Linked DNA regions of Mus musculus: region 2 is linked to region 1. A link is a contact called in public promoter capture Hi-C data. All regions are on one chromosome and are shown on one strand. Each heading gives the region's core, a stretch centred on a gene start, on an enhancer-like site or on the middle of the called end of the contact. The rest is flanking DNA. Distances are from core to core; before and after follow the strand shown.

The links. Promoter capture Hi-C pulls out the DNA fragments that hold promoters and counts their contacts.
Region 2: a contact with region 1 is called in a promoter capture Hi-C map of liver, with 3 times the contacts expected there. The contact joins the enhancer-like site here to the promoter of Cgrrf1 in region 1. A contact is called at or near these places in 6 of 39 promoter capture datasets (the 3T3-L1 cell line, 3T3-L1-derived adipocytes, hippocampal neurons and 1 more), 1 of 115 datasets of contacts at active chromatin or transcription factors (embryonic stem cells) and 1 of 9 other capture datasets (embryonic stem cells).

Annotation. Positions count from the first base shown.
Region 1 is chr14:46,830,506-46,834,237 of GRCm38.p6, reverse strand. It overlaps Cgrrf1 (cell growth regulator with ring finger domain 1), which reads right to left and starts at 2,104. Exons shown (of 6, transcript NM_026832.4): 1 at 1,859-2,104. The coding sequence starts at 1,962.
Region 2 is chr14:45,705,771-45,709,502 of GRCm38.p6, reverse strand. No RefSeq gene overlaps it. Among named protein-coding and RNA genes, the nearest start is that of A530076I17Rik, 39 kb to the right of the region's middle. Within about 2 kb of position 1,887, at least 13 of the 459 cell types and tissues checked have an H3K27ac peak or open chromatin away from gene starts, as enhancers often do. A contact at or near this core is called in liver, where this site is marked.

The DNA.
Region 1 (3,732 bases), core at 855-3,354:
TGTAAGATTAACATGGTGACCAAGTTATCATCATTTCTAGCAGGTGAATCCGGCCTTGGTTTAGTTTGCAAATAACAATATAAAAAGCTTATCTACGTAGGTGAAGCTAAGCCGGGTGGGAAGAATGGTTGGTTAGGTTCACCATGACTTGTTAGGTTCAAATAAGGACAGAGGTGACTGGTGCTTACTGACGAGGTCTTGCAGCCTCATCAGTGCTCAGCCCAGACTTCAAGAAATAACACAATAGAAACTTGCAACACTTGTAAACCTCCTACTGACACAGGTAGTAAACAATCATTATAGATTCAAATCAAGCCTTAAACGTGGCGTGAACCTGTGTTTGTCTGACTCCAAAGTCTGTCTCCCTGTCTCTCCTTGTCTCTGTCTCTCTCTGTCTTCCCCCCCCCCCACACACACACACCCGTCTTCCTTTTACCCTTAGATGCCACATTACGTGCAATATGAATTTTATCCACTTCCCCCAGTGGCCTATTTAACAAGGCATATAGTGCAATTATCAACTAGATAATTTCCTTAGAGAGGAAAGTTAGGTTGAAGAGAGTAATACCAGTGTTGTAGTTCTTTAAAAACTGTGTATTAAGACTACTTTTTTTTTAAAGTGGTAAACACTAATTCTAATTACAAACTTCCTTGACGTAAATGACAGCAATTAAAACCTGAAAGGTTAATAGTAAATAACACGGAGTGATCCACGTATGGTGGCACACCCCTATATTCCCAGCACTTGGGATGCTGAAACAGGACTGCAATCATACTATGCTACAGGGAAACCACCTGTCTTAAAGAGAAAACAACTTAAGACTGGACTTCATCTTATCTTGTCCACAACATGGGAGTTTTACGCTGTAACTCGGGGTCAAGTGGAAATATTAACATGTTCTTTTTTTCCAAAAGGAGATCCTATTATCAGAAACGGACCGGGACCTGTTAAAGTCTTTAAAGTAACGATGAATATGTAATCAAGTGGTATTTTTGAGCTTGATTTACAAAGCCCGCTTCAGTCTCAAACCTGTTTGCTTTGTTCTTCTTGCAAATGCATTCCCGTTCTCACATAGTTTTCAGAGAACTCGTTCCCCAACTGTAACAGCTCATGTCCTTTTCTGTACGGTCCACTTCCAGCCATGGTTCTTGCTCATTTAGAGCCACTGTTCAATACATTTGGGTTCACCATCTTTTCAAGGGGCTATGAAAGCTGCAGTCTAGAGAGCAACCGCTGTAGGCTAGTCCCGTGGTTTCAACCAGCTGTGTTTTATAAGCCTAAACATGATAAAACTGCATCTCCTCAAGAGGGATACCGGAGACTCAACACTGAAAGAATTGTTCCTGGGTTATGTAACTCTCCTAGAAGCAAAATGCCTCCACCCCACAGAATAACTTATTCCTAAAATCTCGCTCCTTTCTAAAAACGTCTTATTAACTAAAGATCACTTCCAAAAAAATAGACTGCATCAAGAAGCCATTCAATTAGCAATCGGTAGATACAGAATTCGGGTAAAAGTTCCTCTGAAAGATCTGGGACCAAGCAAGGGTCAGTTCGGGTCATAAACAGCCAAGCTCCTTTGGGTCAGGTCTGCGCGCCTGCGGGGCCGGTGACCGGTCCCCGCTAGGCACAAAGTAGGCCGGGGCCCGGGACAAAGCCTTCGGGACACGCACTCTGACCCCCGCACCAGGACCAAGTTCTCCCCTGCGGTCCCATCCCACGGGGGCAGCAGCCTGGCCTGGGCCGAGTGTGTTCGGTGGCGGTGACCGCTCTCCCGGAGTCACCCGAACCCTCTGCGCGGACCCCACACCGGGCCGGCGGTCCCCGCGCCCTCCACTCCCAGCCCTGGACACTCACCATCCTAATACCAGGCCGGTGGTGACGATGAAGCAGGTGAAGACCACCGCTATGTAGAAGAGCGGCGAGTATTCATAGAGCGTTACCAGGAACACTGCGGCCATCGGGGTCTCCTGGGCTCAGCCCAGCCCAGCCCGGCTGGCCCGGACCCGAGCCGGTATGGCGCCCCGGAGCGGACAAACTTTGTAGGTCCTCACTCGCCCAGGCTTCTGGGCAGCTGACAGCCGCGGCCACTGGAGACGGAATGCCAATCACAAGGTTGATAGCAGGTATGCCACGCCCCTCCCTCGTCTGGTCCCGACTACTGGCTACGTAACAGGGAGGGACCAGCTCCGCCCTGCCCTGCGCCCAGGATTGGTGGCCTGAGAGAATTCCGCCAGCCGGGCTCTGTTCTCAAATTCCTAACTGACATCTGGGGCCAAAATTTAAGTTAATGCAGATCCTCAGATACACGAGGTATCCTGGAAACCCTGCAAACCCTAGACAAATTTGGGAATGGGACAAGGGCCGGCATCGGCGCGACGGAATGGTCTACGAAAGGAATGGTCTCGATTTGCGGATTGTCGCGGAAAACCCGAAAAGAGGTCACTACCGCGAGCGATTTTTTGTAACCTTATCAACCTTTGCAAAGTAAGTTTATTCAAAGGAAAATCGGCATACGTACTCCCTCGGCCCTCTTTTTTCTTCTCCAATTAGAATTAGCCAGATCTTTGAAGGTTTTAGTAACTAATTTTTGTTTGTTTATTAGGAGATCTTAGTACAGGAAGTAGCTTAATGTCTGCTTCCTTTCCTCACTCTTGTCATCAGTGCCTCAAAGAAGCCTCCCGGAAGTTTCTCCTAAAACCACTTTTATATTTCTTTTACTTAAGCCCTAATGTGATCCCTAGTTACAGCATAAACAGGAGAAACACCTCCCATCACAAATCCGATCCTGTTACTGAGGAAGAAGGGGAGAGTGGACATTAGGACGCTTAAGGAAAGGTTTCATGCCATGCTCTCAAGTCACCAGGAAATGTGTGCTTCAAAAAGAAGAGTTAGCTTCGTCCAGTGACCTTGACCAAATAGCCTTGTGTTTTCTGGAGTACTGCTATTTAAGCTTGTTTCTATGTAAATTTTCTCATTAGTAGATATTGAATTGTAAAAGTATGTTTATTTAAGCTATGCTTGGTTGTTGGAATGTTTTTTACTACCACATCAAGCACTGCAGTGAGTATCCATAAAGCTAATTTACTTACTTAGGCTAAATCATGGAGGTAGGACTTTATGTATATTTAATTTTTTTTAGAGACTAGAGTCTAGAAATACTGTGTTAGATGCAATCACACCATTGCAGGTAGCCAATCTGAAGGCAATTTTATTACAGTAAAACGAAAAGGGATGTTTATCGTGAAACAAAAACATAAGTTGCAGGTAAAGTAACATTAAATACATAGGAATGACTTTGTCCCCACTCAACCCCCACTGAACCTACAGTAAAGAGATGTAAGATGTAAGCCAACAAGATGGCTAAAGGCACTTGCTACCAGGCCTGACAACCTAACTGGAACCTTCTGGAACCACGTGGTAAAAGGAGAATACAGTTGTCTTCAGACCTCTGCAAGCATGGGCCATAGTAAATATAATGTAATGAAAGAAAAGTAAACATTTCCCAAAGTGTAAAGAAGAGAGGAAGCAAGAAAAGAAAAAAAATAAATAAAGTAATGCTTTGGAAGATACAAATCAGAAAAGAACAATTCACCAATCCAGACACGAGAGCCAGCTCCAAATCAGAAATAAAGGAACGGGAAGCCAGCCTAGCTTATCCTGAGGAACTCTCTAAACAAACAGGAGCGGAGATTTAGCTCAAGTCTTTACCATTTCCTGCTTGGATTTAC
Region 2 (3,732 bases), core at 638-3,137, 1.1 Mb after region 1:
GGCTCACCCATTAGGCTAAAATAGATAGCTAAGCAGTGAGCCTCAGAGATTCATCCCTGACCCAGGGCTACAAGCATGTACCACCACACCAAGCAACAGCTGAACCAGCTAAACCAACATAGTGATCTGCTACCCTCAGACAAGACCAGCAGGTTTGATCACCGAGTCAAGAGACCATAATAAACAATTGCTGCTTGATAAAGCTCAAGGAAGTGAATTAAGCACTAAGGACCCGTCTAGATCTCTCACATAAAAAACATAAAAACAAAAAATAAATACTCTTACGATGAGGAGGCAATCCAGGGCTAGTTGATGCTTAGGATAATAGGAGAGTAGTTTGTCTTCCCATAACTTTGTTAGATCACATGGTGGCGGACCACTCCAGAAAAATTAGAAACACATGACATGTGGTAGAAGTAAAACCCAGGAATCTTCTAATTACTTCTTACTACTAGTTTGGGGAAGTTTTAAACCAGTTTATACTCTCTCAAAAACAAGACACAAATCACCTTTGAACAACTCAGGTCCAACCTCAAAGCACACCAAGCAACTACACCTTTTGTTTGGAAACCATGTGCCTTTCTCACATGAAGCAATAAATGGATAGGGTGTTTGCCTTCTAGAATTCACCTTTAGAAAATGACAAAGGGACAGTCATCTGTGCACTTCATGAGAACAGAGCCACAAGTCCTGGCTGATACTCATGAGCTGTAAGAGAGAGTCTCGATAAGGCCCTAGAGCCTAACCAGTGAGGGGTATTATTGATTTTTCTCAGAAGGCAAATAAGAATCGACTATCTTGAATCTAAATGGGATGCTAACAAAAGAAGCACACAGATCTATAATTATAAAATAATATACATACTGTCATTTATCTTCAGATTATGTAGCAATCAATAAGTAATAAAATCTTAGTGGTACCAAAGATGAAATTGAGTTTGAATTTGCTACCAGTGGCCATAAATACAACTATATTGCCTGCCCCATGCTAGAAAGAATAAACAAACTCTAATGAATAGGGTCAACTAATGGGAGGTGGTTATTAAAGTAATATTGCTGCCTGCACTGTAGATCAACTTACTGGATCAATCTAACATCTCCAAGAAGGAAGAGTTGTAGCTAAAGAGTAACAGAATAAATAAAGGGCTATACAATGAGGAAAATTCAATATTACATTAATACTTTGAAAGAAGCTCAGAGCAAGCCACAATATTGTGTCGTAGCTCACTTCCATCAGATGCCTAAGGGGAGAAGCCACAAAATGCTTAGCTCATTCCTGCTTTTGAAACCTGATCTGCCTGAATGGAAGCTTGAGAACTTTAGATGCCTTGCTCTGGGATACATTTTGTTCATGTGATGCTGGATTGGTTACTAATGTCTGAATGGAACTCTAATAACGAGCCAGTACTGTTTGACTTTTGTTTTTCACGTTATACACCCTATATCAGGATATCAGGATATCAGTATAAATGATAAGGCGAGGGGAGATACTATAAGACCGATATTGATGGTCAAGTTATTGAGAAATTTAGCTCAAATTCTCCAGTGCCTTCTCTATACTGGCTGCCCCATATAAAAAGAATGGATGGTCTGTTGTATAATAGAGAGTGTCACTGGCCTTTATCTCTGGTTCCCAAAAGGTAATCAATCTAAATCTTAGAATTCCCTGAGTAAATGGGAATGTTTTATTGTTTGCAATTATTGATGAGCCTCTTAAATCACACTTGAGTTTATGGGAAGACCTGAGGTGACTCAGGATGAGAGCCAATCACTCACCAGAAAGATTAACCATGTGTTTAATAATTAGAAATTTGACCTGGCTTGATCCCTCTCATGTGGGTGAAAGGAGACCAAATCCAGTCCCATGGTCAATGAAAGAACCCTAGTAACAAGCTTTAGACATGAGAACTCTGAGACACGTCCTCGTCAGAGCTAGATGGCTGCTGGGAGGGTGACACTATCAATGTCACATGAAAGCATTTGGCTGTTCCTGGTTTGAGTCCTTCACAATAAAAGTGTAATTGTGAGTATAATATTGTTCTTAATTCTAAAGGGCATGAGCCACGCTTTAAAAAATTATCAAACATGAGGAGGTTGTGTCAACCCTTTGAATTTGTGCCCAGTTGGTCAGAAACATGTGACCTGGAAACATCACTGGCAGCTGGTGTCTAAAGCAGGGCAGTGTTGACAATTGCCCCTTTAACATGTGGCACCCAATGCCAAGTGAGTCACAATTTAATTGTATTGTAGCATAACAATTAGCATTAAGTTATAGTTTAAACAAGAACAGCTATTTTATTTATGGCCCTGGGATGCTGAAGAAATGTATAAAGAGCTCTGACTCTTGACAATTTTCAACTAAAAAGACAGGGCTTTTTACTGTTAATGCCACAAAATACAATGAGTCTTTATTAAGTTCCCCAACTTTTAAAACATTTTTTATCTTTTACTTTTTTATTGGACATTTTCTTAGTTTACATTTCAAATGTTTTGCCCTTTCCAAGTCTCCCCTTCAGAAACCCCCTATTCCATTCTTTCTCCCCCTGCCTCTATGAGGGTGCTCACCCACCCATCCACCCACTCCCTTCTTTCCGACCTGGCATTCCCCTACACTGACATGCCCAAGGGCCTTTTGTCCCACTGATGTTCAACAAGGTCATCCTCTATCACATATGTAGCTGGAGCCAAGGGTCGCTCCATGTGTACTCTTCAGCTGGTGGTCTAGTCCCCGGGAGCTCCAGGAGGTCTGGCTGGTTGACACTGCCAAACTTTTTATTATTAAAGTATCCTTTAGCTTCTGACTTTAGAGATGGTTGTATGAGTTTATCTGGATTGCAGATGGGTCAATTTTAACTATCATGACTTCAATCCTAATAACACTGCCTGTCAGTATAACTTATGTGTTGACACAACTGGAACTATTCAATTTGGGCTTGAATTGGACTGAAAGATACCTGCAAGTCAATGTTGGAATTATTTATGATTCATTACTAGTAAAGGGTGCCCTATATATTTCAAGAAAGAGAAAATACGCACTCTGGTAATTTTATTTGCATAACAAATCCTCTTGTGGGTGCAGTATGGCAGTAGCATAAACAAACATATTTGCGTGTTTCCACAAGATCAGAACCTATTGAATAATAAGTTCAGAGAGGTCAACAGCTGCAATGACATCAGTTTGTCATATAGTCCCACGTACCTTGGTAATCTGGCCAGGGCAAATGCAGGTTCTCTTATTCAAACCTCAGTTACTAATATGAACTCTCATATCACATGCCACACAGAAAATACATCTATCTATCTATCTATCTATCTATCTATCTATCTATCTATCTATCTATCTATCTATCTATCTATCTATCTATAGATATTTTGGCTTGCAAAATAAATACAATTTAATGAGATTGCAGTGGAATTCAAAAGATTACAAAGGTGTTGAGGAGGTCTATATGGACCAGATAAGGAACCAGAACAGGGCCAGGGAGCGGCTGCTGCTGAGCGGCTGGCGTGAGGGTTTGAGTTCCAAGCTGTAGAGTTCATATGTGATGTGCAAGATCAGACAGGGATCAGGAAGCAGGAAACAGCAGGTTCAGGTCCTGGTCCAGATTGGCAAACAGGAAGATGGTCAGGCAGGCCACATAAAGAATAGGGAACCAAACTGAGCAGAAGCTTCAGGGATAGTCCCCTCTTGTGGAGGTTTGAATGAAACTGGCCCCACCCATATACTCATAGA